2 separate regions of the Mus musculus genome follow, and region 1 is linked to region 2. A link is a contact called in public promoter capture Hi-C data. All regions are on one chromosome and are shown on one strand. The core of a region is the stretch at or near the end of the contact, and the rest is flanking DNA. Distances in the headings are between cores, read along the strand shown. Region 1 holds the start of Spta1 (spectrin alpha, erythrocytic 1). Region 2 overlaps Aim2 (absent in melanoma 2).

What was found. Promoter capture Hi-C pulls out the DNA fragments that hold promoters and counts their contacts.
Region 1: a promoter capture Hi-C map of hematopoietic stem and progenitor cells shows a contact between it and region 2. The contact joins the promoter of Spta1 here to the enhancer-like site in region 2. A contact is called at or near these places in 13 of 39 promoter capture datasets (the 3T3-L1 cell line, the C10 cell line, the HPC-7 cell line and 9 more), 1 of 15 datasets of contacts at CTCF or cohesin (large pre-B cells), 5 of 484 Hi-C or Micro-C datasets (B cells, the G1E-ER4 cell line, the HPC-7 cell line and 1 more), 3 of 115 datasets of contacts at active chromatin or transcription factors (embryonic stem cells, fibro-adipogenic progenitors and large pre-B cells) and 1 of 9 other capture datasets (adipose tissue).

What each region holds. Positions count from the first base shown.
Region 1 is chr1:174,169,570-174,174,842 of GRCm38.p6, reverse strand. Spta1 (spectrin alpha, erythrocytic 1) reads right to left here and starts at 2,067. Exons shown (of 52, transcript NM_011465.4): 1 at 1,882-2,067; 2 at 280-516. The coding sequence starts at 1,902. Gm36196 (a long non-coding RNA gene) reads left to right here and starts at 2,062. Exons shown (of 3, transcript XR_373720.3): 1 at 2,062-2,290; 2 at 4,573-4,622.
Region 2 is chr1:173,449,782-173,455,067 of GRCm38.p6, reverse strand. Aim2 (absent in melanoma 2) reads right to left here. Exons shown (of 9, transcript NM_001013779.2): 3 at 2,120-2,240; 4 at 755-844. Among named protein-coding and RNA genes, the nearest start is that of Aim2, 32 kb to the right of the region's middle. Within about 2 kb of position 3,182, at least 44 of the 459 cell types and tissues checked have an H3K27ac peak or open chromatin away from gene starts, as enhancers often do. A contact at or near this core is called in hematopoietic stem and progenitor cells, where this site is marked.

The DNA.
Region 1 (5,273 bases), core at 818-3,317, 720 kb before region 2:
TTCAATATGATGCAGTATGTTTCTGTATTATCAACAACTGATGTATTGTCAGTTTTTTTTTCTTCTAGCTCACTTTTCTAATGTTGTAAAGAAGAAATAATGCCAGCCTTTTTCTTAACTGAATTTTTTAAGTTCCCATTCTACCATTTTGGCTTTGTTCTGTACACAGAATCAGGGCATGCTTACATCCACCTCCTCAACATTAACATGAGGAAAAGGCCACTTCAGTCTCTAGAGAACTCAGGGTGAGTTCTGTAGACATTTGTGGCACTGAGTTACCTGTATGTTTGTGGGTTCATATGTCTTATCTTTTGCAATTTCAAGCTTTTCCATGATCCACTTCTCCAGGTCATCTGCGTCTCTCCTGAAAACTTGATAGTGGTAAGACTCCTCAAGCTTCTGACCCCTCTCGGCAACGCGATCCTTGAACCTCTGGTACTGGTTTAACACCTCCGCTCTTCGGTGTTGGATTTCTTCTGCTGTTTCTAGGACCTTTGGTCCGCTGCTCTCGACAGCCTGTAAGTGAAAAAGTCTCTTCATGTTTTGAAATATTATTCTATATCCCACAATACACATTATGTTAATTAAAGCTATACAAAGAAAAATAAATAATGCCTGTAGCTGTGGCTAGTTCTCATGTTTAGAATGCGATCCCTCTTGCATATCCCAAGGCTTTCATCCATATTGAATCTATGTTCACAAATTATTAAGCCTATTAATTCATACGGTTATTGGGTGCTGTATAACTGTATAATTTTAAACTATAAATAGCTATTTTTAGATTCTATAGAGAGAAGAAATTTGGACTGCTGAAGCAATGCCACAGAATGTCAGATATACATACATACATTATATATATATATATATATATATCCCAGTACAGGGGAACGCCAGGGCCAAGAATTGGGAATGAGTGGGTAGGGGAGCAGGGCGGGAGGAGTGTATAGGGGACTTTTGGGATAGCATTTGAAATGTAAATGAAGAAAATATCTAATAAAAAATTGAAAAAAAAACTTGGTGCCACAACATTCACAAAAAAAAAAAAAAAAAAACGGGGGGGGGGGGAAATGGTAATTTATACCCTTCAAAGGCTAAACAACATTGATAAGTGCTGGTTATCCTGTAAGTTTAAGGAACAGTCAGATGGTTTGTAATTGCTTTAGTGAATCACACACATAAACCTGAGTACTTTTCCTTTTTAAAAGTCTAGATCATGTATTATGTACTCTTCTAATTTGATTTACTAAAAAAAAAAAAGCTGCTTAAAAGAAAATCTAAATGTAACCTGTCTTCTCACTTGTCACAAAGTATAAATCATTAATGTTTTAATAATTGGATTTTGGAATATAAAATATTTATTATTAATCAACACAAAATCATGCTTTAATTTAAAGAAATCCAGTTTTTGTGTAACAATATTTAGAAAAAAATTCCATAGAGACATTTCTATAGTGCATTGCTCTCCTTACATCTTCTATCCAAAATATGCAATACCGTTTATATTTTGATGTTACTTTATTTTCTAAATATAGTTTTTTTATAGACAGTAATTCCTGAGATGACTCTAAAATTAAGTCATTCCACAAGAGCACAATTTTTAGTGGGATTATTTGGTTTCAAATTACCTAGTAGTTTTCTGAATATCTGACTTGAGCAAGTAATTATTAAAATTATTATTATTAATTATTATTATTATATAGTTGTAAAGTTCTACATTATTTTTAGAAGTGAAACCTTCATAAAAGAATTAAAATCAAAACTCTTTGCTACGTTAAAATCAAATAAGTGTAATTTTTAACGACCCTGTGAGGATGGAATGGAAGGCTCAGAGGAGACAAGCTTTCCTAACTTCATCAGGAATGAGAATTCGTCTGTACTCACAGTTTCCTTTGGAGTTTCCATCTCTGCTCAGCTCAGTCTAAGGCTTTGCAAGATGAAATGTAGCTAAGAGAGAAAAATAGTTCTTTGAATGTCCAGTCCACTTCAAATAGGAATGTCAGAAATGTGAATGTGGCAAAGGCCCAGAGGAAAAAAAGAGTTTTAGAGTCCCGCCAAGCGTAGACAATCTGCATTATCTCCAGGGGACATATTCAGTTGAGGCAGCTGCTGACTTCCACACACAAGGTGACTCAGCAGTTTGGGGGGCTGTGGCTCTCTGGACCTCAGTAGGTATTTTACAAAGGAAAGGAAACAAAGTTTTCAGATGCAAAAGTTTGGAGGAAAACCAGTGACATTTGAAAGGCAAGTGCCTGTATTGGGCTGTGTTTTACTCAGTCACAGAGCTTATAAGGTAAGAGAATTTAAAAATCAGGAAGAAATTCCAGGTTTCCCTTTCTTCTGATTTCACACTGGAGAACTGAGGGAATCAGAGGAGACATGTTTCTCTCTTTCACCCTTCCTTCCTTCCTTCCTTCCTTCCTTCCTTCCTTTCTTTCTTTCTTTCTTTCTTTCTTTCTTTCTTTCTTTCTTTCTTTCTTTCTTTCTTTCTTTCTTTCTTTCTTTCTTTCTTTCTTTCTTTCTTTCTTTCTTTCTTTCTTTCTTTCTTTCTTTCTTTCTTTCTTTCTTTCTTAAAATTATTTAACCTTTTTTTTTTTTCACTCCAGATTTTATCCCCCTCCAGGTCCACCTTCTGACTGTTCCACATCCCATATCTCTTTGCCAACCCATCCACTGGTCATCCCATTTGCTTCTGTTGCTCCTGCCTTTGTGCCTGTGTCTCAGAAATCAATGGCAAGACCTATGTCATGAAGCTTTACCCCAGGTTTCCTCCTAACAGTTTTACATTACACTTAAGTCTTTTGTATGATGAAGACACAATTTTGTTCCACAACATCCAGTCCTGCCAATTAAGCCACTGTGGTGTGTGTGTGTGTGTGTGTGATTATAAGGAATTAAGGGTTTTGTAATTATTATGAGATGGCATCAGAAAGTAGAGCCCAGAACCATAAATTTTGATGGCCTAAGAGAAGACTGGTTAAAAGGAGGAGGGAAATCATGAAATGAATGGTTTTTACAGGAGGAGTCTTCTGTGCGTGGGTGGGGTGATTTGGAGGGCTGTCCCTCTGGGCCTTGTTTATCAGCTCTGGGCAGAGCTGTACGCATAAGGCAAATCAGCCCTGAGCAGCTGCTTCAGCCTGGCTCACAGCTCAGGACAAAGTGAGGCATTTGATGTCCTGCTCTTGGGCTCAGGGAATCCAAGAGCTTCAGAAACAAAAATGTACAGTTTCCATACTGTAAGCATATTTTGGAGTCAATAAAGACAGATACAATAACTTTAATGCAAAATTAGTATTTCCCAAAGAATAGAATCTATCATCAATCTAGTCTCTAACGATTTTGCCTTTGTTTTGCTGGAGCTACTTCATATTTAAATTCTTTGCTTTTTGACTACTACATGGGTCAAGATAGTAGAACACATTGTTCAGAAAATGAAAAAGGTATTTTGTTGGGGGGTGGGGTGCATAGGGTTTCCATATAGAACTCAAGCTGGTCTAGAACTCTTGTCTGTCCTACTTTAGCTTTTTAACTGCTGGAATTATAGGCAGGCATTACTACATAAACAAAGTCCTTCTGTAGTTAATATCTGCTTTCACCATTACCAGCTGACGGTCTCTGAAGTTGCTTACTCCTTAACTCTAGTTGAATATTTATACCTTCTTTCTGTTTTTCCTTTCCTGTTTATACATATGCTTTCATTGCAGTAATAAAACGTATAAGTCATATTTCCTCTCAACAGTATGTTATACATTTGTGATTAGAAGACAACTTAGAACAGTGGAGGGAATGTTGCAGTGGATTGGAAGCTCAAATTCTTTCGAGCAAATGCTCAAATCTACCACTTAAGGATAAGGGGGCTGTTGGAAATTGACTTAAATTTTCTTAAGCATGCTAGGGAGTAGCTATGACTAATTTGCCTACTTGAACGTTGGCATCTGGCCCAATTTAAAAATGTAGAGTTATTTTGTGCAGGGTGGATTGTCAGTTTTAGTTGGATGTGAATGATATCAGTATTATATTTTGACTGTGCCAAATCATCCACTTCATTCTGAGTCATAAATTTTTTAAAAATTGGAATGTAAAAGGGAACTCTTCAGTAGAAGATCACTTCCCGCTGAGAATGCTTCCCATTCTATCATAGGAACCACTGAAACTTTATGTCAAGTTCCCTCCTGCCCTCATCCACCAATGATTGTTTCTCAGTACAGTAATGTGGATGGCAGCAGTAGGCAGATCAATCTTCAGAAGCCTTGTAAGGACAGCATGTTTGTGACATGGTCCCTTTCAGGGAAGCAAAAAGCACTCAATTGAAAACTGTCATTTTTCATCAGAGCAGACACAAGTAGGAACCAGTCAAGAGCTGCAACTACACAGACCGCCTCCTTCAAACACTCAACTCAGTCTGGAGTTCAACGACTGTGTTTAAGGAATACAAAAGAAAGTCCTAACCATACATTTAATCATACGCACAAAGTAGCATCGAGTTGGGTTATTGGCTTGTGCCTTCGGGTTATGACTAAAATTTCTATTCACTAATATATTTTTCCATTTGCTTTTCTCCCTATTCTGTTTTAGAATTGAGAATACTCTGATGTTTTGCTCTCCTTCAACCTCAAGAAATAAAGGTATCTCCTAGTCACTCATGTAGTCTTTCAGTAAACCATCATTCAATGTTTTGCTAGATTAAAAACTCTCTCAGACATTGTGGATATGGAGATAATTGAAACGGGTATCTACTTTAAAATAACATTGTTAATTAGAAGGCACGTAAGTCCAGATTAATTGTAACATAAGAGAACAAAGTGGTTTAAGCAATGTTCATTGGAGAAAAGAGAAAGGCAAGGTTGCTTCTGTTTCATTGTGTTAGAAGAGTAGATGTCAGAGCAGAGACAGCATCTTGCAGGACTTCCTCTGAGTTCAAAATTAACCAGTTGGACAGTGTTAGGTCTTATCCAAGCTCCCATACATCTGTAGCCAGCCAACCTCTGAAAACATTTAGTATTAACACCCAGAGTATGAGCTGCTAAACACTTCACTACTCTGTCCATGTACTGAGTCAACTCAGCTACAACAAACACTGAAAACCTGATTGGATATATTTTACAGATGCAGTGATCTGCATTTGGTCCTATTTGACATCTGGAGCAGTACATTAGAATGGCATGCATGCTTTTTATAAGCTGTTTTTTTGATAGCTTTCTTTCTTTTCCTTTTGGGGGGTAGATAATTTAGTTCATATAGCAAACTCTGCAAACCTCGAGCTGACAGCTGTGTCT
Region 2 (5,286 bases), core at 1,933-4,432:
AATTTAACATACATATACATGAAATATATTTACCAGTTCATTCACTTGAGGACCATATTTTGCTGTCCCATCTCTTCAAATTCAAGATCAGAAGATTTTTCTCCTGTATTCTTCTCTAGAGACTTAAAAGGTTTAACTTGTATATCTATGACCTATTCTGGATTCTTTTGTATATGGTATAAAACTATACAAAGATCCTTTTGTGCACGTGGCAAAAATTTTCCGTGATTGTATGGAGAAGACCATGTCTTCTTTGTTTTCCAAAAAAATTCACTTTCCCATATATGAGTTGGTCTATTTAAGGATTCTTTCCCTTGTTCCTTAATTTATCTCTCTCTTAATTTAGGATGTATGTGATATTCTGAATGGGAACATTCAATAAAAAGAAGATGTCAATTTGTCAATTAATAGACAAACTACATGCAAAATCTCAGAGAAATCATGTAAGGATAATTCTACATCTGCATGCAAAGCTAAGGACAAAAAGATACCAAATATGTTAAAATATTCACCAAGTAACACTCTGCCGACTACCTATAAATGCTTTTAAAGACTTAATAATTAGGGAAGTCAAATGGTAAGCAGAAAAATGTCAGAATAAAATCAGAACCACATATACAAAAAACATGGCACATAAACAGTATGAATAAATCTGAAAGAAAGAATTATCAGCAAAGAACAGTATTCAGAAAAATTATGTGGGAGATGATAATAATTGATCTTTATCTTATATCACAGAAAAATAAATACTCACCTAGATACAATAGCTAAATAGGAATAGCAGTACAGTTGAGAAACACTGGATTTTTTTTCTTCACTTTACATTGAGAAAAAGGAAAACTTCCTAAACAATATACATAAAGGACATGTTAGGGAGGCAAGAGTTATTAAATTTCATCGAAAACATAGTCTAAAATTCTGCATGAAAATACAAACAATGCAAACATCAACAAAAAGGTCCAAATTGGGATTGTACCGCCTCCAGTGTCTATGATGAATAAACGCCTTGTTTTCAAATATGTGAAGAAAACCACATATCTGTGAGAAATTGTCAACTGCCTAGGTGAAGAGTGGTGAAAAGAGATGAACAAGCAGTGTGCTTCAGTATGTGATGACGTTGTGTAACAATATCATTAACACTGCTAGTAGTCTGTTACTTTGCAGTGAACAAGGTAGAAGAAATAAGACCAGAACAGGGGGATTCATGAGAAGAAAACAACAGGTCAAAGACCCTCACATTTCCCACCACTGCAGACTATTTCAATGAGCTCTATAGACTACAGTTAATGAGACCTTGCCACTCTCGGTAAAAACTGGGCAGGTAAGGAAGAGATCAGAGTATCTCTGCTTACGTGGGTGGTGCTCATATTCAAAGCCCAAAACTACCATAAGCACCCTTTCCAACTTAAGACATACAATACACCCAGAATAGCCACAGCGAGGAGTCTGCACCAGGGCACCAGTCCCTTCGACAAACGGGAAGTAGGAAATCTCCTCTGACTTAGTATGTGGAGGATGCTAATCACCTCAGCATGCTTTCTGCTGGTCTGTGTGAAATTTTAATCTTTCTACACCCATCTTCGATAAAAACATAATCACAGTTAATCACACTTTATATGAAAAATTAAGACATTGATTCCTCCAAAGGTTGTTTATCTTATTTACATACAATTTTTCATTTTACTATAGAATAAGTCTTCAAAAAAAAGTTGTAAACTATTGGTTGAGACGAAAATGAATCTCAGCAGTAGAGCCCTTGACTCCTATGTGGGAGGTTCTGGGTTCAACTGAAAGGACCAGGAAATACAGCCACAGTGAGGTGCTGGGTAGAGGGTGGATTATCAGCGAAGGAAATGCACTCCAATCCTCAGGGCCAGCAAGAGGTGCAGCTGCAATCTGAGAGTACAGTGCTATGCCTCGCAGAATGCATATGCCAAGTGCTCGCACAGGGAGCCTGAGAGATGGAAAGGGTTAAGAAAGACATATATGATAGGCTGGCCTCTTTCTAAACAGGGAGGGCTGTTACACTATGTGAAAGTGCCCTTTACGGCATACCTGGAAAACACCAGCTCTGCAGTAATTGTTGGTTCAATTTGGGATTTGAGGCACAATGACTTACCTGACGCCACCCAGCTTCTAAAGGATGACTATGCGGCCAGACCTCAAGTCTCCTGAATCAAGTCCTCTGTACTGTCTTGTTCCCACTGCCTTTGTATTATTCACAGAATGGGCAACAATACCTTTAAATTAAAAAACAAAACAAAACAAAACAACAACAAAATTCTAACGTTATTGGCTGTTATTCGAAGACACACATTCCGTAACTCTCTTAAAGTATTAATAATGATATAATAATTGCCATCTTTTCCCCTTGTCAAAACCATTTATCTCTCTTCACTGTGTGTTGGAATAAATTAAACCCACCCTCTCTGTAGATTTCTACTCAAACTTCCCTGCATATGTATTATAAAACTAAAACTGGCCCTGTTCCTCTCTGTTACCACAAACTGTTTCGTTTTCCTCTCTACTTGTCTACTTAGCAATCCAGTAGTTTTTTGGTTCACATTCTGTGCTGGAATAAAAGTGGCTTGTGGGCAAGGACTCTGTTGTTCATGTCTGCAGTCCTGGCTCCTAAAATAGCATCTGCAATACAAGCATTCAACAAACATTCATTGACTTTTTCTAAGTAAAAATACAGTTCTAGGTGTCTTCTGGGCTGGATTCTGGGTGCTTTTAGTTTGACTAAGAAGCCCAGTTGAAAGGTCACAGAACAATATGGCAGGAAATAAGAACCCCTAGCAACCATCTTCCCACAGGCACACAAATTTTGATTAGTTGTACAGAGCCCAACCCACCCTCCTAACACCTAAAGAAGCCATGTGAGAGACCATCCTGTCTTGGTTGCATTTGATAGTAAGACAAGACACAATGAAGAAATGGGAGGGAGAGATTTGTCCATGTTGACACTCCTCCACATTCACAAAGGGGGGTGGGGGGCAGAGAGAGACAGAGAGAAGGAATTCATCCCAGGCCTTAGTCTTTAAACTCAGTACGAGGCTATCATAGCGAAGTATCACTGCTTGGAAGAATTCTATAACCCCTTCCCCCAGGCTAGACTGAGCAACTGGAATTGTGTAAGTCAGTCTGCATGCTCACTTCCTCTATCTCTTCTCCTTGGATCTGGGTCAGACAGAAGGATGAGCAGAAAGGTCTCCACCCACAGGCAACATGGCCCAAATCTAGCCCAGAATTCTGCTCACTGCAGTGGGAAGTAGCAAGAAACAGAAAGTAACGCCTTTTAGACCCAGGCCACATCTCATAGATGAAACCTCCCTCCCGACATACACTAGAACTAAGCAATTGCCTACATGCCAGTGGGACTGTCTCAAGCTTGCTTAGATCGTTACCAGCCTGGCAGTGAGAAAGGGACACACACCCTACTCTGACCACATATTTTCTCTGCCTGTGAGTCCCAGGTGTGACACAGGTTAGTGTCGCCCTTGGTGGACCCTAGATTTGGGTATCAGCTCTCTTCAGGTTAGTGTTATCAGACAGATCATCAAGCACAAATTATCAAGATCATTTGACATGACTTACCACCAAGCAGGGACTTATACCCTACTGGGATGTCATATTTGGGCCTGTTTGTCTACTGGGATGGCATAGACCTGGGTGCACTCACCATGAAATTCAGAAAGAGAAACAAGAATTCAAAGCTAACTCACTGGCCACTGCCAATAGCAGACCTAGCATCCATGGGAAGTGGGTGTTGAGGGATTGTAGCAAAGGAGAACACATGTTTCAGAAGCTAAGAAAAGATCACTCTTAAAGTTTTTTTTTTTTTTAAGAATCAACTGTGTCTCTTGTTTGTTTTGCTATAAAGCTACCTAAGGTGAAGGCTACAGATGTGTCATGGGGTTAGCCATGTGGGGTTACGGGTAGCAAGAAGAGCGACAAGGAAGTGGGATGGAAGTTCAACACAAGTCTTGCTGTAAAAGGGCCAGAGAAATGTGATAAAAGACAGGGTAGGAGGTGGGATAGGAAATGGAGAAAGTGACTTATAATTGCTCACTTGATCTCTTTTCTAACATGAGAGGAATCAGTCTTGCTTCATGCTGATGAGAATGTTCTAGAAGGGGGCGAGCTGTGGTATAGAAGAACAAAAGGAAAATTGCTCCTGGGAGTGAGCCTGAGGATGACTCCTCTGGAGTACACCTTCTGAAACAAAGGAAAGCCACTCTCCATTTCCTGCATCTGACATCTGCTGTTAGGGACAGACGCCCACCTTCCTCATGCCAAGATTTCTCAATTCTTCAAGGATCTCCAACCGTGTTCACTTGCTGCCTACGGCTGACAGCTAGACAGCTAGACAGACACAGACTCAACTCCTGGCTCTGCCATTTATTGGCTGTGTGACATCTGGTAAATTACAACCTTATAAAGTGTCCATATCCTCAAGTGTAAAATGGGGAAAAGGTGAACATCTCCATTAAATGGCTACTGTTATAATGCCATGCTACTGAATCAGGGACTTGTAACAGAACCATGTGAGACTAATCACTGAGTCAAAGCTATTAATAGAAAAGTGATAGACAGGATTCAGGGTAGTGATAGTGTACAAGGAATAGAAACTTAGTTTGGGATGGGAGGTGAGGGCTTGTGTTAGGAACTGGGAAAAGAAGGTGGAGGAGTATTTTTCAAAAACTGTTTTGAAAAGACCGAAGACGAAAAAGATGAGGAAAAATTGACATGCAGGCTTGGTAGCTTGCAAGCTGGCTGACTGTCTGGGCTAAAACAGAGGGCTCAGGGGCAGATATGTCAGATGGGAGGCTCCCAGAGCTGGATGAGGGATTAAGTCACTAAGATACTGGGCTACTGCCCGAGAGGTACCTCGGGGACCTTGCATGAGGAGCTGCAGAAAATGTCAGTCTCCTAAAAAGGCTGGCAGGAAATCTTTAAGAGTGACTGAAGCTCAAGAGAAATGAGTCCAACCAAGAGACTCCAGGGGACAGAGCTGGAGTGACAGTAAAGAAAATGTCTGCTTTGAGAGCTGATAGCATGTGCTCATGCTCAAAGCCTCAGAGGATGAACTACATGGCTGGTGCCCTCAGTCTTCTCTCCGGTGGGACAACCATAAAATCACCCAACACTCTTACTTTGCTTCTCATCCCTTGTTCCCCAACAAGTGTGTGCTGCCTCCATCTGGCACATGAAGCTGTTTTCCAGTACTGCTGGTAAGCACAAGACCTTTGCCCCAAGGCACCACAAAGACTCCCATGTTCATAG